Regions from separate parts of the Mustela erminea genome. Here region 2 is linked to region 1. Evidence: chromatin contacts called from public Hi-C data. All regions are on one chromosome and are shown on one strand. The core of a region is the stretch at or near the end of the contact, and the rest is flanking DNA. Distances in the headings are between cores, read along the strand shown.

Region 1 (5,487 bases), core at 762-3,261:
GCCATTATAAATGCAGACATAGCTTCATAACTGTGAGTGGAGATATTTAATTATGTATGTATGTGAATAACCTGCTGTAAGTCCCAAAGATGGAAGTCCTTTAAGCAGCTGGTCTCTTCTGATATATCTTAAGGTTCAGAATTTGGTTTTCTGGAAATGTAAAAAGTCTGAGCAGTGAGTCCTGGTACTGATGCTAGGTTACCCTCTGGTCCAACTCTGGATTGAAAGTTCTGGAAATCTGAAATTCTTCTACTTCCATTCAGTTTTCCCAAACCAAACTCAATCAATTCAAAGCCTATTTCATTCAGTTTATGGTCTTTGCTAGTTCTTATCTGCCTTTTCTGTTTTCTTTTATTATCTCTTTGCTACATTTTTATTCTCACTCTGGATTGTCTAGAAGCAGAAAGAATAGAATAAGCTTTCCTTCACAAATGATGGTTTACAAATGTAGATATTATAATGGGGCACATCTAAAATAATTCTGCCAAAACAAAGTTGCACATATTGCATGTACAATTGGTCCTGGGTTGTATCTGGTTGGCCTTATGGATAATTTATTTTTCTCAAGTGAGAAGGAATGTCTTGTATTCCACACAGACTCGGAAAATCAAGAGCTAACAATATGAATGAAATATCTGGTGTAATCTATTCATCACTTTAATAATCAAGTAACCTTTAACACATGCCAATTCACCCTGGTTAGTATAAAGATGGTCCAGCAGTAAGTGCTAGCATGTCATTTAAGATAAGGTTTTCCATGACTAGAGTTCAGAAACTCATATCTCTGGGAAGGCTATAACCTTTCCAATAAGAACATGAGTTGGGACATGTTTTTCCCAGAATGACTGAACAAAATTAACTTTTTGAGATTTTTAGTGTGGGATTCTTGCTACTATACCATGATTCTGCCTAAAATCTTTATGTTGGCATTCTGAATTGAATTACAATTAGCAATAACCAATTCTAAACCATTTTGGAAAGTAGGGAAAATGTCTAGGTAGTACCCATTTACTTAAATTTGTACTATCCATTTTTCTCCTCTATAACCTCTGTTGTAATAAATGCCTATTCCATGTGTGTGTGTATGTGTGTGTGTCTGTATTTTCAAACAAAGTATACTTTCATGAGTGGGAAGAATTTCTTTTTCTTTTTCTTTTTTTAAGATTCTATTTATTTTTTAGAAAGAGAGAGAGAGAGAGAGAAAAGAAGGGGGAGAGCACAAGCAGGAGGAGTGAGAGAGGGAGAAGCAGTTTCCCTGCTAAGCTAGGAGCTGGCTGTGGGGCTCAATCCTAGGACTCAGGGATCATGACCTGGGCTGAAGGCAGATCCTTAACCAGCTGAACCACCCAGGCATCCCAGGGAAGAATTTAATGTACTGGTCTCTTCTTAGATGGTTTATTACATGTTCAAAATTCAGCTGGATTAAATAAAGTTTAATAAATATTTAAGGGGCACTCTTAGTATGTCTGGGTCTCTCACTGCAGCAGGTGACATATTTTTTGATATTTGGAGCTCATAGTGAAGTCACTCAGAAAGCAGTTATCTAAATGTCAGGTAATCACTTTATGCTCCATGGACTAGATATTATTATGTAAACAAGGTTATTAAAGATGAGCATGTTTTCACAGTCAATGTCAGAAACCCAGAAAGCATTCAACAAAAAAAGAAATTACATACAAAATAAAAAATGAAGTATTCGTAGGCAGGATTCTGGAGAAAGCCGCTTCCTTGTTTTTCGGTAGGTCATGTCACAGATAAGCCCACTGCCATGTACCTCCCAGGTAGAGAACTGGTCTCCTTGTAGTTGATGCAAGAAATTTGTGGAAATGAAAACAGAAACTGTGGGTGGTGATTCTAAACTTTCATTCTCTAGAAAGTCACCCTGTGTGAGGCCCTGTGGGGCAAACGTGGTTGAGTGTGGCAACGGTTTTTGACACAAAGCATGCGATCCTCTCAAATTCATTATGGTCGTTTCATTTCCAGCCTCTGATGCCTGAGTTCAATGCCTTCCAAAGAATATATGGGAAATAGAAACAATGTGACAGAGTTTGTCCTTCTAGGGCTCACACAGGATCCTGAGGGGCAGAAAGTGCTCTTTGTCCCATTCTTACTCATCTACGTTGTGACAATAGTGGGCAACCTGCTTATCATAGTAACCATTATGGCCAGCCGGTCACTGCATTCTCCCATGTACTTTTTTCTTGCTTATTTATCATTTATGGATGCCATCTATTCTACTGTCATTGCTCCCAAGATGATTGTAGATTTGCTCTATGAGAAGAAAACTATTTCCTTCCAGGCTTGTATGACTCAAGTCTTTCTAGATCACTTATTGGCTGGTGCTGAAGTCATTCTTCTGGTGGGGATGGCCTATGACCGATATGTAGCCATCTGTAAACCACTTCATTATCTAATTATCATGAATCAGAGGACATGTGTTCTTATGCTGCTGGTGGCCTGGACTGGAGGCTTTCTGCACTCTATGGTTCAGTTTCTCTTTATTTATCAGCTCCCTTTCTGTGGCCCCAATGTCATTGACAACTTCGTATGTGATATGTATCCCTTACTGAAACTTGCTTGTACCAATACGTACCTCATTGGAGTTTCTATGATAGCTAATGGAGGAGCCATTTGCACTGGCATCTTCTTCATTCTCCTAGTTTCCTATGGGGTCATATTACACTCCCTTAAGACTCATGGTTTGGATGGGAAACACAAAGCCTTCCACACCTGTGCATCCCATATAACTGTGGTCATTTTATTCTTTGTTCCCTGTATCTTCCTGTATGCAAGGCCTAATTCTACCTTTCCCATTGACAAATTCATGACTGTAGTTTTGACCTTCATAACGCCCATGCTAAACCCCATAATCTACACCCTGAGAAATGCAGAAATAAAAAATGCCATGCGGAAACTTTGGAGTAAAAATGTGACCTCAGTTGACAGAGGGCTGTACTGCTCATGCAGAACAGGATATTCATTCTTTCACAGAATCGAGGACTGCTTCCATTATCAGTGATTACATCTTAAAAATGATCTCCTTTGGGTTAGTTAGCCTCTTTATTCTGAAATAGCTATATAAATTAATCTTTATCTAAATGGAGTATGTTACAACCCTTAGAGAGCAAGAGAATTGTGTAGGTTTAATCTCTGATCTATATAATCATACTGTGCTAAGGTTCTTCAGTGAGCAACAAATTTTGGTTTTACTTCAAGTTTTTGTTGGTGGAGTATGGTACCTCCACGGTACATAAAAATATGACCTAATAGAAATTATTCTCCTTAGTCCAAGAGAGTGAGATTTTAAAATTAAAAATTCACATTGTTTAAAAAAAACCTAATCTAACAGTAGAAATAAATTCCCTGTCAAATTAAATAATTAGAAATTTCACAGCACATGTTCATAGCTGAGGATAGATCTATGAGAAGTGAACTTTATTAGCTTTATACTGTGATGATAGCATATGGCTGATTTTCTATATCCTAATGAAGTTTTGGGCAGAAAACTTAAATTGTTCAATGCTTGTGTGCATCTAGATCAAATGACTCTTCTGGTAGTTGAAATACACATTTAGTCTTTCATATCACATTAGACTGTCAGAGTCTACCTACATTTAATTAAATTCTCTGGGTATACATTTTTAAAATTGTAATAAATGTTAAAAATTTTGTGAATATGTTTTGTTTTACATATGAATGCCTTTCTCCTCTGTAAACTTTATGATCTGGACTTAAGTAATAAGTCAAAAGTGACTTCTCTCTTTATAGTTTCTCTATAGAAATTTTGGAGGTTGATTACTGTATTACAAAAGTCATTTTTGAAGGCCCTGACATTACACATTACCTTGCTGAGAGGTCAACTCACAACACAGATTGGATATGAAATTGGTATTTTTTGCCCTCATCTTTCTTTCAATTTGTAATTGGATCCAGTGAGTGTATTTAGCAATATTAATGCTTCCATTTATTTAAAATGTATTGAATAAATGCCAGCCATGAAGTTTTATTTATTCTTCAATGAAGGAAATAACAACTAACCTAGGTATTTTAATCAGAAAGAAATCCAGTACAGTGGATTAAATACTTCAAAATGATCAGAATTGGTGGACCTACTACCTGGATACTGGTGTGCACGCAGTTGGGATCAAGGATTTACCACCAAAGTTATTATGCAGAAATGAGAAAGCTGAACTCAGAATGAAAAATGTGTGCATATACTTCTCAAAGTCCTTCCCTGTCCTAATTTTAAAAATAATATTAAAAAAATTTTTCAAGTTTTGCTTCTTACATTTACATCTTTAACCCATATAGAACATAAATGTTCAGGTATGGCGTGAGGTAGAAATATACATTCCTTTTAATCATAAGAATAAATTTCCCAGCACACTTACTGAAAACTACTGAATTTCCCACTACCCTGAAACACCTCTACTTTTATATATAAAATATCTGTATATCTATTCTTCTGTTTCTATGTAGTTCAATTAGTTGATCCATGAATAATAATATGGTATCTAAAGTGCTGCAATGTTTCAGATACCATTGTGATATTAAAAAAAAAAAAATCCCCCCAATGTTTAGTAGCTGAAAATACCAGCAATCACTTCATCATTTCAGTTGGTTTCAGTGGGTCAGGAATTTGGGAGCATTTCTGAGGGGGTAATTCTTGTTCAGGGTCTCTTGTGAGGTTACAGACAGAAACTGGGTGAGCCTGAGGTCATCTGAAAAGTTTAGTTACTCATGTAACTTGTACCTAGACTTTCAAGTCTTGAACAGTGGGAAATAGAACAAGTGGTACTCCTTGAGATCATAAGGGTGGGGTCCTATAGAACTGGTGTCCTTGTAGGGAGAGGAAGGGCAAGAGAGTTCTCTTTCTGAAATGTGTGCACAGAGGAGAGGCCATGTGAGGACAGTGTGAGAAGATGGATAGTCTACAAGCTGGGAAAAGAGGCCTCATCAGAAACTAGCCCTGTTGCTACCTTGATCCTGGACTTCCAGCCTCCAAGACTGTGGGAAAAATCAATGTCTGTTTAATCCTCCCTCTCTGTAGTATTTTGTTATGACAGCCTAAGCAGACTTTGATGATGATGATAAATAATTTAGATTTGGTGAATAAAGGCCTGACTTGAATCACCACAATTCAGTTATAAAGGTCATGGCTCCTCATCAAATCACCATATGTGAATAATACCTAAAGCTTGAATTTTTTGAATGAAGGAATCAATAGGTATCCTCGAATAGTCTGTGATAGCACCACAAAGAGGGATGTATATCTTCCTCTTTACCTTTTTCTACAGCATCTGAGATCATTTTGCCAGGGTAACTGTGCTCTGGAAAGAGAAATAATCAAACATTTCTGGAGATGACTGGAAATATGTTGCAAACTAGTGCTCATTCCTGTGGTCCAGTAGTCTGAAAGCAGACCAAAGGTGAAAGAAGGAGCAAAAGCTATCATAATGGGGCAGTTCCACATACACTGTTAGACTT
Region 2 (5,487 bases), core at 2,176-4,675, 180 kb after region 1:
TAACTAATAAATCTAATGTGTATGGAGTCGGTGTGTCTATGTGTAAAATAGTTTACAAGCAGCCACTTTGGTAAAGAAGAGGAGAAGATTCATGCTACATAGTTAAGAACCATGAAGATAAACGATAGATAAATATTCTCTCTCTCTCTCTCTTTTTTTTTTTTTTTTTTTTTTTTTTAGGAATTCACTGCACAATGAATTTCGTAGAAAGAATACTATATAATAGTCATGGTCAAATGTCAACCTTTGTACCTACTTCGTGCCAGTTACAGAAATAGCCAATGTTCTGCTCTGACAGATATCCTTTGAGCCAAGTATATTCATTTTACAGTAAATAGTGAAGAGTTCCAGAGGTTAAATGTATTTTATAGAATTATCTTTGCTGTTTATTCCAGTGTAAGGCCAGGGTCACAACCTACTGAATTACACTGAACAGCTTCCTTTCCTTTTGTAAGTCTTCATTATTTCATCTTTTACATAAGGATGATAGCAGGGTCTGACTTCAGTGTTGATGTAAAGAGTAAATGTGTCTGGCACTTGTAAACACTCAGGCAAATGTTGGCTGTGTTAGTGGTCACATCTAGACATGAAATGGTCTCCGTACATGACAACACTGTCTTTAGGTGAAATTGTCCAAAAAACTTTAGAGTAATTTTTACTCTTTTCTCTCTTTATGTCTCTGTCAAGTCTCTCAGCAAATTCTATTGTATCTACCTTCATAATACATCCACCTCTACTCCTACCATCACAGTCCAAACCACCATCACATTTTGGCTAGATGGCTGCAATAACTTCCTAACTAGTCTGCTTCTACTCTTGCTCCTTTATGAACCATTCTCTAGACAAAAGCCAGAATAATCCTCTTACAGTGTCTGCACGATCTGTCATCAACCACTCTTTATTCATCCCACTCCTGTTAAGCTAGCCTCCTTTGATCTGTGGTGCCAACCATGCTCCCACCTCAGGGACTTTTCATTTGCTGGTTTCTCGATCTGGAAGCTTCTATGCTCAGATACCTTTGTCCTTCCACAGCCATTCAAGTTTGGCTTATGCCATCCCTTCTCAAAGAAGCCCTCTCTGATTAGCTTACAGAAAAAATCCTACTCAGGGATCATGTATCATTTACCCTGCTTTATATTTCTCCTAGCAGGTATTGTATTTTTGACATAATATATAATTCCTTTTCTATTTGCTATTTTCTGTCTCTACGTACTAGAATATAAGCTTCAGGAAAGTAGAGACATTATCTGCTTTTTTCCCTAGAGTATTAGGCATATAGTAGACCTTGAGTATTTTGAGGTGAACTTATAAGCGAATGACTAAATAAACCATAAAATTATATTGCATTATATAATCTTCCCCTACATCACACACGTGCGCGCGCGCGCACACACACACACACACACACACACACCAGGGCCAGAATGATGGGACTTTTTTCAGCAGGTTCCTTTCAATGTGGTTGCTACGGATACTCATATTAGCTAAGTTTGGCTGGGCCTGGAATTGGGAAGCTAACAAAAAATAAATTCAATAACGTATTTTGTTTCTAATTTACTTCAAAGCAAGTTTTAAAGAAGATTTTTACAAATTGATTAAGCAGAAACAAATCTCCAACAGAATAAAACAGAAAAACCCATGGTGAAAGAACACAGAGGTCAAGAATATCTGGATCTCTAGAAGTCTTTTAGTTTATCTCTCCTAAATATAGTGGTTGCTCTTCTCTTATTCAGAGGCAAGATAATTTTTAAAAACGTGAAACCATGACTCTCAAAGAAATATAAAATGAACACATACCAAAGGTTTTATTTAGTTCTTTCATTAATGAGGAAACTGGTATGATTATACTCAGCCTAAAGGAAATTCCAAAATAGCACCCTTACATTATTCAGTCAGGGATGTGTGAATAATTTACAAATAAATGCAAAACTGGCTTGATCTGTAATGACCAGCGAAATCAATCAATGTTCCACCCAGTAGCCTTTGTATTTCTATGGACCAGAGTTGTTAGCGTTATTATCAGTTTTATAAATTTAAGGAGTTGTTGAATAGCTCGAGATATCAAAAGGCATAAATCCAATAGAATCATATAATCCCAAAGAGAGTGTCATAGATAACACGTAGACTTCAACTGAAGATGTCCAGTAATCTTTAGGTTACATTTCTTTCTTACACAATATATTTTTCTAACAAAAGTTAACCTTACTTTGTCTCTGTACATCAAAAGAAGTACAGATGTTTTATAAATAAAATAAACTTATATAAAAGGAAAACTCTTTCTTTCTTTCTTTTTTTTATACAAAGGAAAAAAACACATATTTTCTGCATCCATTGGAGCCCTGAAACAACATACTTAAAATGAAAGATTTAGAAGAGCTTAATTATGTTTACTTACCAGGGTGTAGGTGGGACTATGGGAAACCAGCAAGGGATGATAAAGCCATTATCAAAGTTAGACCTGAGAGAGCAAGGGGAGAGAGTGATTACAGGAAACCAGAAGTTCTGTCCCAAAGAGTTCTGTCTCATTAGTCACCCACTGGTTGACAGTCACCCACTGGTTGACAGTCACCCACTGGTTGACACCCACTGGTTGACAGTAAATACCCTGAAATCCTTTTCTTCCCACCTGCCTTACATTCAGTTGGTACCACCTGTTGGTAAGAATTAAGAGAGTTCTGGCTGAAGGGGACCAGGGAAAGCAGCTGCCCAGGGTGTACACACTGAGAATAGATCTGAAGGGGTGGAAAGAATACAAGAATATATCTAGTTCCTGTTCTGTGAATTCCACTTTTTCTCCCATGTAAGAGAGTAAACACTTTGATCTGGGGAGTTAGGAGGAAAAAAGAAAACACAGGAAAAATAAGTAAGGAGTCTTCCAACTAACTTATTTATATAATACTTGTTGAATAGCACTATGGGTCAGACACTGACTGATCCAAGTGCTGGGGATAAAGAGGTGAACAATACAGGTACAGATCTACTCTGCCACTTACTTGAAGGGTTTTTAAATGAAAAGAAAAAGGTGAATTGCACTTAACCTGTATATTAAATCAACAATTGTACAAATAGTCTTTAAAAAAATATTTAATGAACAGTTCTTAACATTTCTTATTAGCTGAGAAACAATCAGGCTAATTATATGGTGAGTTAGTTCCCTGTATCTGGATGTCCTCTAGCATATCCTCAGTGATGGTTCATCAGGTGATGAACCTTGAAAGAAGCTGAGTTAGTTCAAAAATTCACTCTTTTTATAAAATAGAAAAAGGATGTTTCTTTTCTTGGTACACCATGAAAAAATACCTTATACTACTAAAATGTTTTGGTCTTGTCTAAAAATCCAAAATATAAAGTTCTCATCATTTGAATTTGGAGATCTTATCTTTGCAGGTTAATTCTGCACTCCAGAATCTATCATCAGGATTGAAATGAAAGAAGACAAGATGAATGTGACCGAATTCATTCTAATGGGACTTACCCAGGATCGTCCAATGCAGAGAATTCTATTTCTGGTGTTACTTATCACCTACATAGTCACTGTCACAGGAAACCTACTCATTGTGGTTACTATCATTGGTAGCCAGGCTTTGGACTCCCCAATGTATTTCTTCCTGGCCTTCTTGTCTTTGATAGATGCATGCTATTCCTCTGCCATCATCCCTAAAATGCTAGCCGATCTGCTCTTTGATTCAAAATCTGTTTCTTTCAGTGGCTGCATGACACAGCTCTTTATAGAACATTTCTTAGGAGCTTCAGAGATTGTCCTCCTTGTGGTCATGGCATATGACCGCTATGTGGCCATCTGTAGACCTCTGTACTATGTGTCCATCATGAACCACCACACATGCTGCCTCCTGGTGGGTGTGTGTTGGGCAGTAGGTTTTCTCCACTCCATTGGACAGATTCTGGTTACTTTCTGGCTCCCATTCTGTGGTCCCAATATCATTGATCACTTCATGTGTGACATTTTCCCCCTGATACAACTTGCCTGCACTGACACTTTCCTTGTTGGTCTCTTGGTTGCTGCCAATGGTGGGGTAATCTCTGTGATCACTTTTATCATGTTATTGGTATCCTATGTGGTCATCCTGTGCTCCTTGAAGACTCACAGCTCTGCAGGGAGGAAAAAGGCCCTCTCCACCTGTGGCTCGCACATCACAGTAGTTGTCTTGTTCTTCGTGCCCTGTATTTTTATGTATCTGCGACCAGTAGCTACTTTTCCCATGGATAAAGCCATAGCCGTATTCTATACTCTTGTTACTCCCATGTTAAACCCTGTCATCTACACAGTCAGGAATACAGAGGTAAAAAATGCCATTAGACTGTTATTAAACAAGAATGCAATTACAGATGGTAAGTGACCCAATACAAAGATTTTATTTCTATCATGATTTTTACATTTTTATATTACTTTAAAGCACTTTCCATACCTCCCATGTGAGACAACGCCTACGAAAGAGAGGTATTATTATGATTATTGTTGTTTTACAGATGAAGGAAAAGGAAATTCAAAAACATTGAATAAGTAGCCCAATGTCAGACGGAGCTAGTGTGTGGATCTGCTTTTTTTTCTACATCCAAATCTGATGATCTTTCAACCATTCGAAGACTATTAGGGGGAAGAAAGGCAGTAATTCATCAGAACCGTTCTTGTTTTGTAACAAATTTAAAACATGCCTTTCTAGATACAGAGTTGTATAATGGCTTGTGTGTATAAGCAGTTGGTACTCAGAAAGCTGTACTGCCTACTGGCATATAGGACAGTGTGGAGTATAATTTAGAAAGAGGATACTTGCCAAGACCCTTTTGGCCCACAGTCGATATACCTAAAGTTTAAAGTTATTTTGGGGTTTCTTGTTCTGTTGAGTAAAAGTTGTCAGGAATTATAAAAATTAATGGTATTTAAACCGATGTGAAAATGTTTAAGTGTTTTCACATGGTCACCCCTTATAAAATTGAATTTCTATTGTTTTTATTTTACAGAAAAAAGTGGAAAATCAAAAGGTTTAAATAAGTAGATCCTAGAACATATAAGTCAGGCTTGAGCCCAAATATTCTTACTCTCCATCCTGTGATCTTTTCATTATATAGGGGGCTTGGACTGGTATTTGATAATGATTTGTTCTATAAAAATATTTGTTATTATATGCTATAGGCTATGACACTTTATCAGAGTAATAATTATTAGTACAATCAAATGCAAGTGTTTCTTAAAACATACAATAAAATATATTTTAAAAACAACTTTTACTATTAAAAAGCTGGCTTTACTTTTAGTTCCTTGAGACTGGAATCATCTCTGGAAACTGCTTTAGGAGGTCATTTATAAGGGATACGAAAAAACAGGAATCATTACACTTGAACGAAAAAAATATTTTTTAGCAAAACAACTTAAATGACTTTGTTGTGAATCAATTTTGGCTCTTTTTTTTTTTTAAGATTTGTTATTTATTTAACACAGAGAGAGAGATCATAAGCAGGCAGAGAGAC

What was found. A called contact is a pair of places that touch in the nucleus more often than the background predicts.
Region 2: a Hi-C map of spleen shows a contact between it and region 1, with 3 times the contacts expected there. The contact joins the promoter of LOC116599457 here to the promoter of LOC116599873 in region 1. A contact is called at or near these places in 2 of 3 Hi-C or Micro-C datasets (fibroblasts and spleen).

Annotation. Positions count from the first base shown.
Region 1 is chr9:98,016,533-98,022,019 of mMusErm1.Pri, forward strand. It overlaps LOC116599873 (olfactory receptor 4A15-like), which reads left to right and starts at 2,012. Exons shown (of 1, transcript XM_032359825.1): 1 at 2,012-3,019. The coding sequence starts at 2,021. The coding sequence ends at 3,019.
Region 2 is chr9:98,190,532-98,196,018 of mMusErm1.Pri, forward strand. LOC116599457 (olfactory receptor 4C46-like) reads left to right here and starts at 3,426. Exons shown (of 1, transcript XM_032359309.1): 1 at 3,426-4,358. The coding sequence starts at 3,426. The coding sequence ends at 4,358.